4 separate regions of the Mus musculus genome follow, and all the other regions are linked to region 2. A link is a contact called in public Hi-C, HiChIP or PLAC-seq and promoter capture Hi-C data. All regions are on one chromosome and are shown on one strand. Each heading gives the region's core, a stretch centred on a gene start, on an enhancer-like site or on the middle of the called end of the contact. The rest is flanking DNA. Distances are from core to core; before and after follow the strand shown.

Region 1 (5,301 bases), core at 411-2,910, 960 kb after region 2:
TCAATTCTTTGAAAGGCCAAAGGAATACTGGCAATAAATCCTAATAATCACTGGTAAGTGAGATTTAAACTGAATACTCTACAATTCCTTTCATTGTCTCATCTGCACCTCTGAAGAGTACAGAGTCCATTAAAACAATTAGGAATATCAGTTCACAAAGCTTCTTTAGCTCACTTATAAGGAAAATAATAGTATTTATTTCTGAGTTACTTTAAGTAAATTTTCTCCACACATAGCCTGTTATAAACAACTCTTTCTTTCATATCCTTAAAGCTAAAACTAGAACAAGGATGTTTTATGCTATGTTCATTTTATTTGCCAGGTAATCAGCGATTTAATTTGTAGCAGCATTAAATGATCCCAGAAGTATGTTGCTAAGAGTAGTTTGAAAATCTCCAGAATGAATTAATATTTTATGTCAAGAAAACAATACAGGCCCAATTTTGTAAGCAATTTTTGCATGTACTATACTTAACTATAAAGAGATTGTTACTTTTAATGAAATGCAAAGAAATCATGATATAGAATATAGTTATAAAACTCTGAGAACTCAAAGTCTTATTTGTAAATCAAGAGTTGAATTTGATTATTATGTCTTTGCCAAATATCTTAGATTTGGTAAAAAGCCCTATCTTATTTTAATTTCTTTTAATGTGATTTCTAATAATTTAAACAGTGTAACATCATACATAATACATGTCAATGCACTGTGCCAATATAGGATGTGCTATAGCTATACTCCTCTTTATATTTAAGATGTATGAACTCAATACATCCTGTTACCCAAGGCAGCCAGGAAGACATTTGTGAAGAAAGTTAACTCAGTACTACATCTCTAAATTAACTGTTTTTTCTTAGGTTTTGAGAATATTTTTAAACCCTGATTAGGTTATTCTTTTAATATATCAACCCAAGGGGCAAATTCCATTAATTAAAAGAGACATCAGAGTTTTATAATAACCAATGCATTAAATGAAATACTGTAAACAGCAAGAAGTTAGCTATGACAAAGGAAAAGCAGACAACAGTTTAAGAGACTTATATAAAAGAACATGAATATACAGTTTCATCCACTCTGAAGTAGAACAATAATAAATACAGAATAGTGATACTAATTGAAGGAAGGATGAAGTCTAACAGTTTCTTGTGCTTTGGGGAAAGAACCTCAAAATATACTAAAAATTTTAATGCTATCTAAAACTTGAAGATGCTTTCAAGAGGTGATCCTTCTCTCCCATTATTTAAAAAGCATTTGAGGAATTTGAAAGCTCTGGAGAAAGAAAATATAGGCTGGCAGGAAGAAATTCCATCTTGTTGGGTCTCTGAAAGAGCGGAGGACTGAACACTTGTAAACACGGTACCTTGAGCAATAGTTGCCTTATGGCTTGTAGTTTGAGGCCAAGAATAGCATGATAAACTTAGAATGTGTTTATCTCTTGGCAGCTTCATTTTACTTGCAAGTTGGAAGGGACAAAGACCAACAATTTTCCACCTACAAAGTACATCTAAGCTGGCAGGAAGCAAAGCGAGTAAGTCAACTTGAGTCTTCAGATCACAGTCATTCTCAAAGCCAGATGGACAGCTTTAGAACAGGAGTGAATCAGCCAATATCTCAAGGCATTTGTGGTTGTAATGTCCTGGATTGGAATGTGGGGGTGGGAGGAAGCTTTAGTTTGAAGTTTTCACATACGTCTAGTGCTATTTTAAGAGACAGGCGGGATGTGTGCAAATTTTTATAATTCCTGATTCCTTGCTAGTTGAAAACAGGTATGAAGCATTTTAGAAACCCTGTCTTTTCTCTCAAAAATAGATTATATAAGCAGATTTTTTTCATACAGTTTGTTGTTTGGGTGTTTCTATACATCATCTTTCATCATGGTAAAAGCGTTGTGTCTGATTCATTCACTGACATAATGTTGGTTATTTAATGATGAAAGGCCAAGGTAGACTTCTGAGTTTTATTTTAAAAGTGCTTAATTTAGGAACAGAATTAATTACATGAGGTGTAGTTGAGAAAAGAAGAGCTTGGGTGCTGTAATTTTTAAGACTGAGCAAAGGAACTTCTTGTTACAAGGTTTGAGACATCTGCCGATGTTGGGTTATTTGTGTTTTAGGGGTGCTATGCTTCAAATTACAGAGATAGTTTCAGTTCTTAAAACAAAATCCTTATTTTAGCCCACGGGATACATTTTTTTCTCCTTTTAATACAATTCTCTTCTGCTTCAAAACAAAACTAATCACCCAAGGTTATTCTCAATAGTGATACTTAGACAGTGCAGGCAAACCTGCTGGTGTAGGAATAGTTAATTTTATGGAGACAGAGTGCTTCTGCTTTGAAAATACATTTTAAAATTATAATTTATTTATATTGTCATAAGAAATAAAGAAATGATTCTATCCCTTTCAATAAGATCATCAAACAGAAAATTATAAAATTATTTTGAAATGAAAATTAATTTAATGAAAATTAAAATTGACTGATGTTTATCTAACACAAAAGGCTCTCTTTATAGGCTGTGTCACGTGGATCAAACCAAATGCCACTTCATACTTTTAAAAACAATTTGAAATTTAAAAGTTTTAATAGGGTTGTTTGTAAAAAGAAAAATAAATGCTCATGGCAATGCATACTTAGAAATAGATGTGAGTACTCCAAGCAAAAGTCATACAACCAAGCTTATCAGTTCGAATTTGTTTGCCCTGCTACATACCCTGAATAATTACTTATTTTCTAAAAAAAAAAAAAAGTAAAATAAAAAGGATACTTCCTGTGGGCTTCCACCTTGCCTGATGTTACAGTATAAATCTTCACATATATGGAGAGCAATTTTTTTTAACTTGAACCCCTGTGTCTTTAATTGGTGTTAAGTGTTCATCCTTCATAGGCCATTGCTACTGCCTTTTTCTTGCATGTGTGGCTGTGAACTCGGGTGGCTGTATAATCTTACTCTGTAGCAATAACACAAGTATATAAAGGAGCTCCTTTAACTGTAATCTGGATTAAAAATTGGTCACATGATGGAACATATACGCGCCTCTTTAATCTAATTATGAATCAAAAATGGTATAGAGCTTCCTTACTGTTAAAGGTCTATCAGTTCTACCCAAAAGGGAATGGTTTAACTAAAATTTGACATTCTTATCAAATCCTTACTCTTTAGTATCAGTGTTTAATGCCTCGGAATCTTATACAATTCATGTAATCAAAACTGAATTTTTTTTTAAAGATTCATAAATCAAGGTGTTTGTGCCGCGTTTGCTTCGCAAAGTTCTCTTTGCCAGATATTATGCTTAAGTTTAATCAAATTACTGGAAAAGCCACAGCTTCAGTATTAACAGTAGTGCAACTTCCAAAAAAGGAGACAGAACCCAAGAAGAAACAAGGCAACTAAAATATTTAAAATATTTTTTCGGCAATAACAAGGACAAAATTGCCAGAAGTGGGAGAGGAGTCAACAATTCACTTCCCAAGGTTTTGAGTGCCAGAAGAGTCTGCCCAAGGAGGGAGGAACGCTGCACTGTTAATGACTGCAGTGGGTTTGGCCTAATACTGCTTTTATTCTAACGTTAATTTGGGTCACCATAACTGCTTACATGAGTGTCTGAATGTAGCTTCAGGTAACCTGGCCCTAGTTGGCTCTGATTAGTAAATTAAGATGCCAGCAGCCAAGGCAGGGAAGACAGAGGCAGAACTTTAGGATTCCCAGTTTGGGATAGAGAGGAGGAAGAAGAAAGAGATCCACCATGCTGGGATAGTGTGGAAGACAGGAGAGAGGCCATGGCTAAGAATAGTGCAGGACGGAGAAGCATGACGTGGCCGCCAAGTGAAGGAGCCAGGCAGGCTCAGCCCAGAGCACAGCCCATAGCGGCAGTCCTTTCGGTCCAGGGCAGCCAAACTAAAATATAGCGTTCAGTAGTAGTAACTCAGAATTATTTGCAGGAGGTGGTTTAAACCAGTGGAGACTAAGCCGTGGTCCATCTATTGAGCTGGATAAGGAATATCAAAATATAAAGGCTGTGTGTGTGTCTTTTACTCGAGAACGTAAACCATTGAGGTTTAAACCTGACAGCGGGATTTATTTAATTATTTAATTCAACTGGTGATAATTTCTTTTAAACAGTTCTTGGAAAAACACATTCTGGTAGTTCTAGGGAAATATTTAAAATCAAGTACAGGAAAAAAAAAGGAAGAAAAAAAAAAGGTCTGGAATAGGATTCAATGATTTCATCCCTAGAAAGGAGATGCATCATCATTTGCGAAGTTCATGTTCACTGTACACTGAGAAGGAGGAGGACTCTGTGCATGCTAATAGAACATGTTGTAGCTGGATGTGGTGGCTCACGCCTTTCATCTCAGCACTCAGGAGGCAGAGGCAGGCAGATTTCTGAGTTCGAAGCCAGCCTGGTCTACAAAGTGAGTTCCAGGACACCCAGGGCAACACAGAGAAACCCTGTCTCAAAAAACAAAAACAAAAACAAAAACAAACAAACAAACAAACAAAGAACATGTTGTACTAGCCAGGGAAAATCACAAAAAAACAAAATGAGAAAATGTATTATGGAGGCAATGATACAAAAGGGATTCAAAACTCTTGACAAAAGTAGATTTTCCTTTTTACCTGGAGTAGTCTGTTGAGTTGCTTTTATCTTCATTCACTGGTGTAAATATAGAAACTTAAAACTCTAAAAAGTAATGAAAGGTGTCTTCTGTCTTTGAGGCCAATGAAGGGCTCCCAATAATAACCTTTAACTCAAGACAGTAGAACCCATTCCAATGAGACTAAATAGGGTGGCTGTAAAGTAATACACTGCTGCTCAGCACAGGCAGTTAGCAAACACTTTGAAAACGTCTTGCTGTTGAACACATATCACTAAGTCATTTTCAGATTATTTTAGTCCTCATCACCTTTGCACAGAGATTCCAGATATTACTTTGACCTAGAGCTCTGGTTACACTGAGAACAGGTGATCTCTATTTTGAGTATAAGAAATGGAACCGTTGACATAGCTTGTCACTTGGCTTAGACCAGGGCACTGCAGGAGGTTCTGATGGTTAAAATGCTTCTTCTCCCTTGCTGTATTTTATACTCAGAAATTATTTCTTTCTACAATAATATTTAAGATGCTTAAGTTAAAAACAAAGAAGCACAAGAGGCAAATCTTAAACTCTCTATTTGGGCCTGTTTTACTTGTTTCTTTGTTTGTGTGTGTGTGTGTGTGTGTGTGTGTGTGTTTTGTTTAGGTAGAGAATTTCAATCCAATTTCATATATTTCCTGTTTTGACTTATTGAATGCCCTACC
Region 2 (4,983 bases), core at 1,455-3,954:
TAGAAAGACATAATTATATGCCGTTCAACTTAGTCACTGAGCAAGGTGAAGGCCAGAGAAAAACTAAAAAATATTTGAAAACTATAGAGTATATTGTTTTTTTTTTTAGGATTCAATTTTCAGGAATCATCAGATAGTTATTTTTTATTAGAATGAGTAGAGTTCTACAAAATTAACTTGTTTATAAAGCAAAAAATAAAGAACATTATAACAACTCTTGGTTACTGAAGTTTGCTGTGGTTAATTAGTATCTCTGCTTGGGAAAGTTAATGTTCACGATTACATACTTTAAAAATATGACTAACTTTGAAAGGGTGGAAAGTTGCTTATTATGACATGGTCATTTGTTATTTCCACCAATACCAAAAACATTTATATTAAATTAATAGCACACCTTAATATTACCCTTCAATGTATTCACATGCACACCAACTAAGATGTAAATAGCGTAGTGAATGAATGAAGTTAAAACACTGCTTCTAATAAGGAGTGTGAGAACTGCATAACACATTCTCAAACTGTGAATCATAGTAATAAGAAAAGCATTTTTTAAAAAATAAAGTTCAGCACAATTTGAAGTAAAGATAACTGCCAACTACTGGCCCTTTAACTTGGGTACCAATTTTTTTTTTAATTATATGTTAAGTATGCATCAATGAATACTTTTAGAGTAAAGATCAGAATCCGATACAGGATTAAATGTATTATCCTTTAAATAGTACAAAACCTCATTGATTTCAGGAATTTTTTTCCCACTTGTGATGGGACTTAAGGACAACTCATTTTACCTGCCATGCACTTGCTTTAGGGCTACTTTTAAATTCAATAATTAATATGCTTATACTAGATGATAATAACGTGGTTTATTGCCTGCATTTTTGTAATTGACTCAATAGCTGCACAAGCATACCATTGGTGCCATACTTATACATATTGAACTACTTTTAAGACTAGCCAAACTGACATTATTTTTTAAATTAAATGAGAAATTTTATCTATAAATTGAAAATCGGTATGGCTTCAAGGTTAAGTGTGGCTCACAGGTGGTCACATTTCAAGTCCCAGCAAATCTCTAGGGGAGGGGGATTACTATGCCCCACACAAACGTTTTTACTCTGCAACACAATTCCATTGCAAGGTGCCTGTGGAGGGAGCCGGGCCACTCTTCTGGAAAGGCATGGAAATGCGACTGGAGTTTTCTTTACAGCACTTAGAGAACACATATAGTCACGAAGCATTTCATAAGGCAGTTACCCTTAGAGTTACTATCACATTAACGATAGTAAAATGCACTTTGTCTTAAAGCAATTCTCCACCAAGGACCAGTTAAAGAACTGGCAAACAGCCTGATTCTACATACACTGTCAGCATTTACATCCTGAATGTTTTATACAGAACACATCACATCCATTTCAAAAATGTGAGGGAAAAGGTTCATAACCATAGCATCTAGAACAGTACAAAATGGCTCAGACATAACAATTTCCTTAAGAATTGGTAGCCTTGCTCTGGAAAGGAAGTCACATTAGCATTGCACTCAAACACTTGCATAATACACAATAATACAATAAGCAATGTGCTCCGTCTCTATAGACTTCCTTTACGGCCAACTTTGTCACTTAGTTTAGTAACTTTCATCCAAAGTCCAAACAGAAGGCAGGCTAAGTGACTTAGTTTTGTTTGTTTTTAAATAGCTTAATATTTCCCTTGATCTAAACAACAGTGCACATGCTGAAATGCAAACATGAACTGTGCAATGCACAGACTACCATGGCCAGGGCAACTGCTTCTGGTCCCCACCAATTAAACTCTTTCAAGCCTGCACTTTGATGAGGGAAGAGGATGCACAAAAGGTGGCCTCTGGCAGACAGCCCTGCTTTAGCTTAAAGTCATCCCAAGGACTAGTGGCTCAGAATCCAAACCCAGGGAAAACCAGTCTTTGGGGTAACTCATAGGAACATCTTTCCACAGTGAACTAAGAGCTAAATTTTAAGACAGCGACTTCAAGGTCACAGAACAGTCTGTGAAATCCTAAAATACACTAGTATCCACGTTCTCCACCCTATCAAACATGCTAATGACAGGAACTAACTTCTTGAAACTTTAAACAAACTGATGTGACAGGAAGAGTCAGATGTGAATTCAATAGCAGATGGCAAACGGATACTACTATCTAAAAAGTTACTTTCAGACACACACAAGGAAATCGTAGAGTCTAAAGAAAAGAATGCACAACAAGCCTTAACTTAAGCCTTCCAGAAAGGAGTTGGATAGATAGACCCAGTGCCTGGAAGAGATTGGTGCAGATTTCAGAGACAATACACAAGCTATTTCTATTCTTTTGGAAAAATGTCAGAGGTACTTACATGAAGGAAGACACGACCAAATTAGTCCTTGGAATATTTTCCTTTCTTAAAAGAGAGGAAGAGAAAGAAAAAAAATAACAATAATCTTTACTTTGTCCAGCCTTGAAGTGCTTCTCCACTTGATTCAAAGCTGCAGGCACGGCGACCCACACAGAACCTTCAAAGTCAATCCAATAGCAGCCCGAAGATGTCTGGGTGTACGCGTGTGCTCAAGTGTCTGTGACTGCGAGGCGAGCGAGCAGAGAGCTGGAGACGAAGTGTGCGTGTGTGCGCGCGCGAGAGGGGGGCAAGGGGGAGGCGCGCGCGGGCTTGCGCATTCGCGCGCGCACCGAAGCCGCTGGAAGAGGAGGAGGAGAAAGAGGAGGAGGAGAGAGAGGAGGAGGAGAAAGAGGAGGAGGAGGAAGGTGGAGGAAGCGAAGGAGGAGGTGGAAGAGGAGGAGAAAGTGGTTGTCTGTGGCCGGTGGGATTAAAAGTAACCAGACTCGTCCAGAAAACTGTGTCCAGGAAGGAAGTGACTGGAGACGAATGGGAAAAGGAGAGCAGCTCATAGCCTTAGATAGGTCGTGTAAAAGAGCGGGGGGTGGGGGGAATGTAAGGATACTGGGAGGGGACGCGGGGGCGGCAAGCAAGACGGAGCACACGGGGCTGGGGTTCTAAGCAGCACGTACGCTCCGGTGCTACCCCTGTCCCCCAATTCATTTTATTCTTGCCTTTGCCTGGCGCTGCCTTTTCCTTTCCGTTTCTCTATCCCAACCAGCCCAAACCGTTGCCTCTCCTCCCGAGCTGGGGAAATCATCAGTTTCACTCTTGCAAAAGGGGGGCGGGACTAGAACCTCGCAACATTTTAATAAAACAAACATACTGCAGCTCCCTCCTCACCCCTCCAGTCTCAACTAGATTGATAAATTACTCCACTACACTACTTTAATTATGTATATGGTATGCAGAATAAATCACTGAACATCAGTACCTCAATCAAGCACTTTTAAATGATAATTGCATCTTGGTGAATCAATCTTTCCATTCCTGACATTTTGCTAATTTTAGTTTTACGGTGGGGTAATGGCACATGCCATACGCAAACCTAATGACAATTCTTTATTGCATGAAAGGGAAGACAACACGGGGAGCGGCGGCTCCCTGCCTCTCTCCCCGCCGCTACAGAGGACGCTAGGCTCCTGCGCGCTCGCTCCCCCGGGGAGGCTGCAAGCCAGCTAGCAGGAAAGTCCTTCTGAAGTCGAGATCTTCCTTCTGACCAATAGGAGCGCGACCCTAAGAGCTGCTCTAGTGACTCCCCCCCCCCCCGCCCCCTTTAGATTCTCAGTAGCCACTTCATCCTTGCTCCGGTCCGCGCGCGCCTCCGTTACTCACGCGTAAAAGCCACGATCCAGGATGTCTGCAAGCCTCGATCCCAGCGTGCGCTTCCTGCCCGCCCAGAATGTATAAAGCTTTTGGCCTTGAGAGTCAGGAGGGCTAGGCTAGAAAGTGAGCCGAAAGGATCCTCCAATGTTAGTAATAAATTAATTACAAGTTTTTGAAATCTCGACTTTATCCCCGGGCCATTAACTTTCGAATCAATCTGGACAAATTTACTGAGAGGACAGCTTCCTCGGAGAATGCCCCCTCCTTCCCTCCACACCTTACTGGACTTTATCCAGGTCATTAGCAAGTAAACCAAAAACAACTTCCCAAATGCATTAGGCTCCCCTGACCGATAGATAGCGGGTGACTTCACTTATCCTGAAGAGTTTCAGCTGCACAGGAAGCAGGAGCAGACACTGATAAGAACTCTTAGGTTAAGGTTTAAGCTGTCGAATAATTTTCCATAGTAAAAATATAGGTTAACAAAGAATTGATACTTAGAAAAAAAAAAAAGGTACTAGATATCACGACCACACCTAAAAAGCTAAAGATTAAATATATCAACTATATACAAGTCAACCCTATGCATTCTCAAAATAGTGAAAGATTGCATGCCAGGAGTACTGTAGCTTGTGTAAAATATGAACATTTAATTTTTAATACTATGATTAGAGGAAGAGAAAGTTCACAGAGTACTATAATGTAGAAGATACAAGAGTAGACAATAGTAGCCCATAGAAATATCTAGCTAATTAAAAATATTTTCGAAAGTATATGTTTAACCCAGTAACTGGCTGAATTTCCCGGGAAGCTCTCCAGTAGGCCTGCAGAGTACTATTTTAATGCAGAGGGGCATTGTGCTTCAAAAAAGCCTCCTGCCTCATTGTGCTGTTTGAAGTTAGTAGCTTCTATCAGAGCAGTGGACTCAACATTTAAGCACCCTCCGAAGGAAGGCTTCATTTGAAAGCAGAAAGTTGTTTTTACAGGCAAGTTAAACTACATGGGAACAATCTTCAAACCTCTGGCTCCTTACCACTGAGACTATTAATTAGTACTGCGATTTTATTACAGGAAAGCATGACAAGCTGTCACAGAGCACAAGCTTTGTGACATGGTGGGTTTTTTGTTTGTTCTGCTTTTGAAAATGGTATCTATGCTATATTGTATTTGCTCCTCTTTCACATAGCAAGTGTGACTACCATGAGTTTATATAAACAGAACGGCATGTTTAGAGGTACAAGCTCTGAGCTTAGAC
Region 3 (5,209 bases), core at 1,909-4,408, 930 kb after region 2:
TAATAGCTGAGTAGTACTCCATTGTGTAAATGTACCACATTTTCTGTATCCATTCCTCTGTTGAGGGGCATCTGGGTTCTTTCCAGCTTCTGGCATTATAAATAAGGCTGCTATGAACATAGTGGAGCATGTGTCCTTCTTACCAGTTGGGACATCTTCTGGATATATGCCCAGGAGAGGTATTGTGGGACCCTCCGGTAGTACTATGTCCAGTTTTCTGAGGAACTGCCAGACTGATTTCCAGAAAGTTTTTAAAATACTCTTTAATACTCTGTTGCTGTTAATGACCCAACTGATAATTCTTAGGGTTTACTAAAGAACCATTTTATTTGTTAGTTAGGACTGCCTCTTTTCTTTCAAATTTCATTCCTCTCTGTTTTCTGCCTCTTATTCCATTACATAAATAGAGAGCCTTGCCATATGTGTAATTTGCTTCAATTTCACTCTTGATCCCCTTATAGAAAGTTGTTTTTAAGTGGACTATACCAACAGACTGAGAGGTGCTAGCTAGATCAAACAGTTAATTTTGAAAAAGTCTGAAGCCATGACACTTGTTTAGGGAGGCTTTAAAAATTTAGTTAATAGGAACTCTACGTCACTGTGACAATTAATTTATACATCAGTGAGATTTGGTAAACAAATAACTCTCCAAGTTTTACCTAGTAATACTCCCTAGTCCTTACCCAAAGAATGAACAACTGGAGGTGAATTTCTATAATGGATGAGCCTTCTGTCTGAGTATGCCATTACCTCATTCATTTAAAAGTCAATTTAGAACTTATGGACAGTGCCAAATTTACAGTCCTGAGTCCAGACTCCTTTTTATAGTCTAGAGAAGAGTCATTGCATAAGTTGTCATGTTGCAAGCCTTTTGAGCCAACTCCACTCCATCACAGTCTTTTTCATGATGGGCAGAAGAGTTTCAGACATGTAGGCTATCCAGTAACTTTAGGGCCATTAAAGATCAGCGAATGGAGTGGAAACTTACTCTCTATCACATTGTATATGTTCATATAACCTAATCAGAATTATCTAATTTGGTAAAAGAAATCAAGTTCTATAGATGCCGATATTTTAACGTAAATTGCTGTTCACTCTGTGATGACAAACTAATAATCAGGAAGTTTAGAATTTTTGAAGAGCAGTTCCATAAAATGTGAATAACAAAGGCCCAGAGATAGCAGATTAGATCATCTTCTCTAAGAAGAATGGATGACATGTTTGCTTGGGGAGTCAGCCTATTTGTGTGCACACCCTATCTATAATTAGTGTTCTCCCTGGGGTTGACAGATTCTGCTAGGGTAGGATTACTTTTGCTATTTCACAGTATCACTGCTATATGAGGCTGGTTACATCATTCTAGCAAATGTCCAGTGCATGAGGAAACTGAGAGGTTTGGCTCAACCAGAGAAAGCTCAGGTTCAGCCATGCATACCCTCAACTTCCAATCTTGTATTTTCCCTGTAGCATTTCCTGCTTGAACCACACAAAAGTCTTCTACATGGTCAATGTAAGCATTTCAGAAACATTATTTGGATTACAGATTAGCCAGGAACAATGATAAATGGAATAAAAGTTAAGTTTAACAAAAAAATGAACTTACTGGTTAGAAAGGTACATCCACAATAGCAGAAACAAGGTCAAGGGGTCTTGCATTTAAGATAAAATAAATAAACGTTTTAAAGTTTTTTTTTTTAATATAAGGGATATCTGGGCTTATTGTTTGTATGTAAGGACAAATAGCTCAAGTACATACACACGTACTTTCAAAGTGTAGGGTCAGGAAACATAGTAAGTCCTCTATACCCCTTCTTAAATAAAGCAGTTTTCAACTTTCTTAGACTGACACAAATATCATCATTTTCTTAGAAAATCCTTCCTGACTCCCCAAATGACTTATTCTCTCCCTCAAGCTCTCTCAAGACTTGCTCAAATGGGCTAATATGGAACTTACCATTTTAATATATTTAGGTATAGATTTATCTTCTTGAGATGAAGCCAGGTATGATATTTGATTTATCCTTATAACTTTAAAACCTAAGCAATTCATAAGGTGGATACATAATTTAGGTGAGATGAATTGATTTCAAATATGACTTGCATCTTCCATGAGATCAAATTATGCATGTTAGACATCCCAGAGTTTTAATGAATCACTTCATTATCTCCATAGCCACATAACGTTGTTGTGAACTCTGCATTAGATAGGAACTTTATTCATGTATTAGATAAAAGGAAACCAAAGTATGCAGAAATTCTGTGGAAATTGTGAAAGGAATAGGTAAGTTTCAGATACAAGATGAATTTTCTCTTTGTACTGTCTCAAGGCCAACAGAGAAGTATGGTGGACAGAAAGAAATAATTCCACTGAACGCCTACTGTGGAAGAGCATTAACTATCTGTTATTGTTGTACCAATAACTACGTACAAAGAAATGAATGGTTATTTATATTATAATAGTGATGTCTGTGGGACATTTGAATAATTTCAGTTTAGAGTTTTAATCTCTCTGATTTTCAAAGCTTTCACAGGAGTAATGCTCTATAATGTTAGGAAAGGAATGCTTATTCATAAGCTATTTCTTCATTCTTTAGTCATTAGTAAAAATGGGTCATAGATCATGTCATGTTGTCTGTAACCTAGTTATAATTATGGCAGAATGGAAGTTTCAAAATCATGATTTCTTATAGAAACCTTTAAAATCTCATTAGCTTCTGATAATTATACTAATATCTAAAGCTTGAAAATCACAGAACTAATTTCATCAGAAGATCAGCTGTGAACATGTTCTTGAGAGGTTTTCTTTCTCAACTTCCTGGGAACAAAAGGAGAAGGCAGCTTCAGGCTCTAACATGACACCCTATTTATGAGGCAGAAGAATACGTTCAGGGAAGCAGCACATCGTGAGTGAGCGGATTCAGAAGTGGAGAACGGGAATATTAGAGCAACATCTCGAAATGCAACTCTGAGACTGGAGAAGCCTCTTCACTTGTGATCGATTTGCATCTCTGCCTGTGTCTGAATTCATATTCCACAAGCACAGATGGAGGTGTGATAGATTTTTTTTTTTGAGCACATCTATTTATTCAGATACCGGATTCAGTCTCTGAGTAGGGAGATGGTAAAGGCTGCTGTGAGCAGATGGCACATAGGCACTATGACTTTCGAAACAACATTCTTTAAAGATAAGTGGCACAGTAATAATAATAATACTTAGCACATATATTGCACCTTTGTTCTGCCAACATTAACTAATTAATCTTCAGTAGACCCCTGTGAGATAAGTAAGTGCTTATAATTATCTCTATTATGCAGTCAAGTCAAGTAAGAATGTGTCGGCACATACTGTGGAAGACTTGGCCCAAGTTAAAGGCCGGGTGGATCCAATTTGCATGGCTCTTTAAGATTTCTGCTCTAGTAGCAGAGACTAGTATTTCTAGACACACTGCTGTTTGAGGCACCAAGTAGATTGGAAACAAGATATCATCCAACAGACATCCTTCATTCAGAGGGTATATGCTATAGAATTCTAAATTAGACTATGGGACAGTTGAGTCATTTCTTGAAAGTCCAAGAGGATGCGGTTGATCAGAAGCAGGAGTGAAACTTATAAGGCCCTCCCATTTGAAGAAAACAATGGATTGCCCACATCTCTTTTAAGACTGTTTTTTAAATAATTGTACAAAATAAGGATTTTGAAGAAATCTAAGGATTCCCTTGCCACTAGACATGTCTAAGAACTTTCATATTCAGGTTGTTGGAGTCTAAATAATGCTTTGGCAAGAGAGATTAATATTCCACTGGAAAAGGAGGACTTCTGAGTTAATCAATGATACCATGGAATTGCTTAAGTTCTGAAGCTTTGGTGATGACATACAAAGATGTCTACTTTGGAGATCTGAAATTTGGTAATATGATGTTTGGTAATCTGTGCCATGATATCAAGAGATCTGACCCTGAATTTGGAAAGATATAAGAAAATTAAAACACTTTATTGATTGGTACATCAATAAACAAACCTTAATTTACCATGAGAATCCATAAACAAAATGTATGGAAATGTTTCTTGATATTTGCCATGTGACAAACAAGCAATATTTTACTACTCACTCTATCTCTTAGAAGTGTGATTTGGGGCAAAACACAAACTTTCAGGTTTAGCTTCCTCATCTGTAGAATGTATCTCAATTCATCAACCATACCAAAGTCCAAAGATCCACGGCCAACCGACTTCCTCTCAACTTTGTAAATCAGGTATCATGACTATTTAACATATTTTTATTTTTATTACCATATAATTTAGTTTAATTTGGGGAATATAATTACACTTTACCTCCAATTTTTCTCTTCCATTTTTGAACTACATTCTTTTATGCAAAGGATCTCAAACTTAAAATTTTTAAAATAAGAAGATTAAATGAAAGCAATTTGAATATGATAGTCAGAATCATATTATGAGCTGTATGTCCTGACTATGGGCACACAAATTCAAAGTCTTGTACACAAATCATACCTGAAATCCAGAATACTTCTTGGTCCAGAGAGATCTCCTTCCCTAGGAACTGTGTTTACCCATTCCTTTGGATGACAATGCTTTCTCCACTTCCTCTTATCTTTATTTTTATATATATTTATATTAAGCTTATATCCACCCACAAGTCAACAGACAATATCAAATTAAATGTAGATATTTGAAGCAATCCCACTAAAATCAGGGGCAAGAAAAGGCTACCAACTCTCTCTATATCTATTCAGCATAGTACCTGAAGTTCTAGCTGGAGCAATAAGACAACAAAAGGAGATCATGAGGATACAAATTATCAAGGAAGAAGTCATGATATCTCTATTCACTGACAATATGATAGTATATAAAACAACACCAAAAATTCTACCAGAGAACTTCTATACTGAAAACAACTTCAGCAAAGTAGCTGGATATAATATTAACTCAAAAACTCAATAACTTTCCTTTAGACAAATGATAAATGGCCTGAGAAAGAAAATAGGGAAACAACACCCTTCACAATAGGCACAAATAATATAAAATATCTTGGTGCAACTCTAACCAAACAAATAATCTATATGACATGAACTTGAAGAAGACCTTCAAAGATGGAAAGATCATGATCATGAATTGGTAGGGTTAACATAGTAAAAATGGACATCCTACCAAAAGTTATCTTCAGAATCAATGCAAACTACATCAAAA
Region 4 (5,580 bases), core at 531-3,030, 550 kb after region 2:
TATGCTTTTCTATGATGAAGTATATCAATGTGCATTCAGAAAATGAAAGTTTTAAAAAAATGGCCCTTCTACAAAGAGAATGTGGAAAAAAAATACCGAGAAAAGATCAACTCCTTTTCTACAGTGATTCATATTTTAAATATAAGTGAACTGCAGAGTATTTACCTGACTCAAACTGCTATACTCTCTCCCTCCTGACAGAGCCCACAAAAAGCTTTTGTGGTTCATCTTTCCTCCCTCCCTACCTCCTCCCTCCCTCCCTCCCTCCCTCCCTCCCTCCCTCCCTCCCTCCCTCCCTCCCTCCCTTCCTCCCTCCCTCCCTTCCTCACTTCCTCCCTCCTTCCCTTCCTTCTTCTTCTTCTTCTTCTTCTTCTTCTTCTTCTTCTTCTTCTTCTTCTTCTTCTTCTTCTTCTTCTTCTTCTTCTTCTTCTTTGTAACATCTTGATATGTTTCATCAAACAAGTTCATCGCTTTAGGAAGAGGAGGAGAAAAACATGCTAAATGGTGAATTACTTAAAAATCTTTCAGCTAAAAAAGATTCACACTGTAAAAAGCAGTTTGAAAGAGTTCTACAGCAGAACCTGTTAAGGACATAATTGAGATACATGCAGTCATTAACCTTGGGACAGACGGGGAATCTGTTAATGAATCAAATCAATACCCTCTCCACTGATCCATAATAATTTGAACGAAATGAAAAATTTAAGTTACTGTATGTGAGGTTATCATGGGCTGCAATTAGCTAGCCTCCAGGAGATTATGTTACCTAGTTACCGGAAGGTGAGTATAATTTCTGTAGATCGTCTACAGAAATTGTCATGAAGACAAATTCCAGACGTGAAAACAAGTCAGGAAGAGATATTTGGGGTGGTCCAAACCTGGGTCATGTTTCTCTTCTCTCATGCTAGGTATCCTTCTGCCTCTTCAGACTCAGAGTTTAAATAGTTACATTCACTTGAAAATGCATTATTATTGAAATTTTGAATTAGAAATGTGATTATCCTTTTTCAGAATACCCAATTACACAGCTAGGTACCCCATGAGATAACAAGGAGTTCAAGGAAAACTATTCTGTATTTGGGAGAGGCATAACACACAAGCTTCCTGATAAAGGCAGAATCCTTGTATATGGAAATAATTTATGTTTATGCAGTCCACTCATCCTAATTCCACCATGGCCGTCCTTGGGAATGAAATTATATACACAAAAAAATGATAATGAATGAATGATTTCCTTACTTCCCCACATTTTGCATACCCCCCCACTTGCATGTAGCACATATAAAACAATGTTGAGGGAGGAAAATGATCCTATAGCTCATTGGTTTTTCATACATTGCTTTCATATAAATTTTAGTTGGAAGAATCAATCCAGTATATGAAGTTACATAGAAAACCTCAATTTAGGAATGGAAAAAGAAAAAAGAAAAAAATTGCCATTCCCTGGTGATTCAGTAAATAAAACGGAGACGAGAATTTAAAAAAAATGCATGTAAAATATATGCGTATGGAAATGTTAAGAGCCTTATTTTATAATGCCAAGGAGGGCACAAGATAAAAACTGTTGTCATTTGTTTCCAAGGAAAGCAGTCGGTAAGACCAGGCACAGTAGGGTAGTTAGTTAGCTACCACATGTAAAGCTGAGAGCAGATGGTTCCGTTGATATAGAGCGCAGGAATGTGCGTGTTTATGCGGGTGCGTTTCTGTGCGTGTGCGTGTGGAAACCAGCAAGGAGTTTGACACTGATGTACTCCATCAAGTCCAGTTATAAAGAACAAGGAGCTAGAACAACATTCTGTGCATCTGGCAGCCTCACCAGCTCTGTCAATCTGTGGATACTGCTGACATTGTACTATAAGCTTCGATTCCATCTGTGTTGTTTATTTTGAGCTGGATTTACTGCACACTCTGTGAATTGATGATGGCTAGAAGGTCCAAAAGATTCTGAGTCTGTTTAAAGTTCCAAGGTGTCAAATCACACAGGATTGTGTCATGAACATTATGAAAGGGTAAGTGGAGAGGCAAACTGATTTCAGTATTTGTTAGACGTCCAAGGGAAAAAAAATCTGCAAATATAGATAAAAAGGTTTATGAAAACATCGAAAGACTACATATGAACTCCTGCAATCAAATGTTTCCCTTTCAAGTTTTATTGTGTCATTTTAAAAATTCAAAATATGTACAAACAAATAGACAAGTCAAATCAGTTCTCCCCTTTGAGGTTGTGACATGTATATTACTCAAAACTTCCTGATCAGTACCATATCAGATTGACACAGTAAAGGAATGGACTTGATGGCTGAAGACTGTCTGCCATAACTCCGCATGATGGGAGTGCAGAAGAAATTTATTTTTATATATTTGCTATTAAATATGTTTGGCATTTCTTTGTTGGTTCATTTATTTCATTATAATAGGATATTTATCAATCTGCTGTAGTGTTTATGAAATAGAAATTTCAATTCTGGTCACGAAGCAATTAAGAATTTAATCTCTATGAAACACATTTTTTTGAGCAATATCACTTAATCCAGATCATTAGAATCAAAGTTTCTGTATATTTTCCTTTCTCAAACAGCATTCAGCTGAATAGTACATATGGGTGAGAGCAGCAACGTGTTAGTAGCAGGGATGTGTATAAGTAGGAAGGTATTAGATTGGCACCTGTATGTATATATGGTGCCAGCTAGTTCAGATCATCCCTCCTTTAAGCTTTTGTGGTTAAGTATACTAGATTAGAATTTTCCTATGCCACACATGACACAAAGTATACTGTATGTAGTTTAACCTGTAGTCATTGAAGAAAAAGTATTTTACATATGATGCAGGAATTTTAATTCATACTTTTCAGCATATTTACTTCATGAATATTTATAGTTCATTGTGTTGCTAAGCACATATATGTAGTTACATATGACTCTGTACTTCTTTGAAAATAGACTAGTTGGAATCAATGAGACTCTCTATGTCAAAATTAAAGATACATCACACAGTTGTAGCACATGATGATAGCTTACTCTTCTGTATATGTGAAAAAATGTACACACACACACACATATATATGTATATATATGATACACAGCATATACACACACATAAAGAATAATAATATAATCATGTTTTTATTTGAGATGTAAAAAAACAAGCAACTTCTATGGAATTAGTTCATTTGATTGATAATATCTAATATATATTTTTTCAATTTTATTCCTATTTATAATAACTACTCATAATACGAGACACACTCGTATAATATTCAATACTTTAATATATGGTTTATCAGCTAAAACATTGTTAAAGAAATTTGAATATTAGTATTTAAATATATATTAAATATCAAATAAGAGCAGATCAACACAGTGTAGACCAAAATTAACTTTTAAAAAAAAATCTGCTATAGTCCTCTGCTAGACATTGTCATGAAAACTCCCTCTCCATTAGGTTTACCATCTATCTTCTTAATGCTCCAGGACATAATGTTGCCCTTCCTGCAGTAAGACTGGAAAAGATTGGATATCATTTGTCCAGGCAATATAGCTACCAAGCAACTAAAGAATATACAACTTCTCTCTATAAATATATTGAACATCTGCTCTGTACAGGACATGGTGCTTGGCATAAACTAAATAAACTAAATGAGAAGCTTGTATCAAGAATTGTGCCTGGTTGTTAGGAATTTAAAAAATTACAAAAGAATATAATTTAGGAAGTACTGAAATTGACTCGAGTACAGAATAATGAGAATGTAAGGCCCTACTTAGCATCAAATTCTAATATGAGTAGATAGAGAAGGACCAAGTGACCTGCTTCTAAGACATACACAGGCAGGAAAAAATGTGTGCAGACACAAGCATCAGAAGCTATGGGCAGTGGATTGTTTTGTTGCTTTTGATAAAGGGGCATACTGTCCTGCTCATTCTATCTTCAAACTTGTAACCCTCTTGTTTTGGTCTCTTGAATGCTAGGGCTGCCAGATTGTTCCATTACATCAAGATTGGAGACACATCTCTTTCAGCATGTGGGTAGCTCATGTGGGAAAGTGAAAGAAACACATTTATCATGTTTGATTCCTGGTAAGAAGTAAACCTGGTAGCCTGAGGTGATGAGGAAATTATTGAAGGTGGTATTTTTAAGTTGATTTAGATAATTGAAATAAAATTTGCAAATGTAAGTAAAGGAACAATTGAATACTGTTTGTGAGCTTTGCCTTAACAAAATATTGAACATGAAAAAGAATATATTAAGGTAAGATTTCTTTAACTGGTGATTTCAGAGGTCTCAATTCATATTTTTTGGCTGTATTGATTCTGGACCCATGTGATAGAAAGACAACATGATGACTAGGTAGCGGGGGTTGGGGTGGGGCTGGGAAGCTTCAGTAGCAAGTGTCACTGGTGTGCTTTCTCCACTTAGACTCCACCTTTGAACATTTCCATTGTTTTCTAAAATAGTGCAACTGGTTTTACCCAAGGGTTCTATGTAAGCTGGAGGTGGGGGGGTGAAGGGGGGGTGAGTTTTAAACTCCAGCTTTAAGTCAGTAAATGGGAAGAAAAAATACTTGAAAACTGAGATCCACAGCCATATACAAAGTTGAGAGATACATAAGCCAAATGAAAGATTTTCAAATTTTCATAATAGCAATCAAACAGTCAAACTTGAAGCTTTCCAATTTATCTGTGCTAAATGTTTCACTCGGTTATCTCCATTGTTTAAATGAATCAACACCATCAATCTCTTTGTTCTTTGTTTTATCCCTATCAGCCCCAATTAATTTATTTTCAAACTCAGACTCTCTGGTCGGCTTCTTCTGCTTTTCTTCTTGCCTCATGTGTCTTGTATATTTTTTTCTATCCTATCATATCTTCCTTGAGAAATCTTGGACTACTTTTACAGAGCATCTAAGTTCAGTTCCCAGAATTCACGTTGGGTGGCTCACAGTTGCTAGGAACACCAGTGTCTCATAGCTTATCTCGTCCCAATGGGTGACTGTGCTTACAAACATATTTCCACACAGACATAGAGACATTAATTAAAAATAAAGTAAGTATAAAGTAATAAAATAAATCTCTTAAAAATAGAAAATTACCCATAATGCGCCAATATATGTTCATTTCACAAACTCTCTTGTTTTTATATTGCAAAGCATGGCTTTCATTTTTATTCCTCTGTAAAATCAACTTTTAGTCACCTGAGTAGTTGTCATCTAGGAGTCTTACTGCTGAATAAGCTCACTCTTTATGAACTCTGGTTGGCTGGTTCAACTCAGCTGTTCTGGGTCGTCTCAGCTTCTCACTGAATTGATCTGCTCAGCTTCAAACTAACTCAGGGAATTTGATTTAAATTTCTGGTATTTTTATTCTCTAGTTTCAACTACCTCTGCTGACCAGTACTGAGCAGTGTGAACTCCCGAAGGAACTAAATTCCACTGCTCTGCATTCACTGCACCAGTTCCCAACAGTCCAAGTCTCTCCCTGTTCTGCTTCTAAATAGCTTCTCTTTCCTCTGCTGTTCTTGTGAGAGTTGGGCATAACCGATCACTGACACATTCTGTCAAATCTTTCTCTGATTCATCACTTTGTA

Evidence for each region. Promoter capture Hi-C pulls out the DNA fragments that hold promoters and counts their contacts. A called contact is a pair of places that touch in the nucleus more often than the background predicts. HiChIP or PLAC-seq counts read pairs in DNA pulled down with a chosen protein or histone mark.
Region 1: a Hi-C map of cortical neurons shows a contact between it and region 2, with 4 times the contacts expected there. The contact joins the enhancer-like site here to the promoter of Mef2c in region 2. A contact is called at or near these places in 1 of 39 promoter capture datasets (hippocampal neurons), 3 of 484 Hi-C or Micro-C datasets (cerebral cortex and cortical neurons) and 5 of 115 datasets of contacts at active chromatin or transcription factors (the 230-238 cell line, embryonic forebrain, forebrain and 2 more).
Region 3: a contact with region 2 is called in an H3K4me3 HiChIP or PLAC-seq map of forebrain, with 4 times the contacts expected there. The contact joins the enhancer-like site here to the promoter of Mef2c in region 2. A contact is called at or near these places in 1 of 484 Hi-C or Micro-C datasets (cerebral cortex), 5 of 115 datasets of contacts at active chromatin or transcription factors (astrocytes, forebrain, large pre-B cells and 2 more) and 1 of 9 other capture datasets (embryonic tail).
Region 4: a contact with region 2 is called in a promoter capture Hi-C map of hippocampal neurons, with 2.7 times the contacts expected there. The contact joins the enhancer-like site here to the promoter of Mef2c in region 2. A contact is called at or near these places in 1 of 39 promoter capture datasets (hippocampal neurons), 1 of 484 Hi-C or Micro-C datasets (cortical neurons), 7 of 115 datasets of contacts at active chromatin or transcription factors (the 230-238 cell line, SST interneurons, VIP interneurons and 4 more) and 1 of 9 other capture datasets (macrophages).

The regions. Positions count from the first base shown.
Region 1 is chr13:82,559,015-82,564,315 of GRCm38.p6, reverse strand. No RefSeq gene overlaps it. Among named protein-coding and RNA genes, the nearest start is that of Mir3961, 140 kb to the left of the region's middle. Within about 2 kb of position 1,660, at least 7 of the 459 cell types and tissues checked have an H3K27ac peak or open chromatin away from gene starts, as enhancers often do. A contact at or near this core is called in cortical neurons, where this site is marked.
Region 2 is chr13:83,522,464-83,527,446 of GRCm38.p6, reverse strand. Mef2c (myocyte enhancer factor 2C) reads right to left here and starts at 2,704. Exons shown (of 11, transcript NM_001347575.1): 1 at 2,367-2,704.
Region 3 is chr13:82,591,885-82,597,093 of GRCm38.p6, reverse strand. No RefSeq gene overlaps it. Among named protein-coding and RNA genes, the nearest start is that of Mir3961, 100 kb to the left of the region's middle. Within about 2 kb of position 3,158, at least 7 of the 459 cell types and tissues checked have an H3K27ac peak or open chromatin away from gene starts, as enhancers often do. A contact at or near this core is called in forebrain, where this site is marked.
Region 4 is chr13:82,968,076-82,973,655 of GRCm38.p6, reverse strand. No RefSeq gene overlaps it. Among named protein-coding and RNA genes, the nearest start is that of Gm33073, 150 kb to the left of the region's middle. Within about 2 kb of position 1,780, at least 13 of the 459 cell types and tissues checked have an H3K27ac peak or open chromatin away from gene starts, as enhancers often do. A contact at or near this core is called in SST interneurons, VIP interneurons, cortical neurons and 2 more, where this site is marked.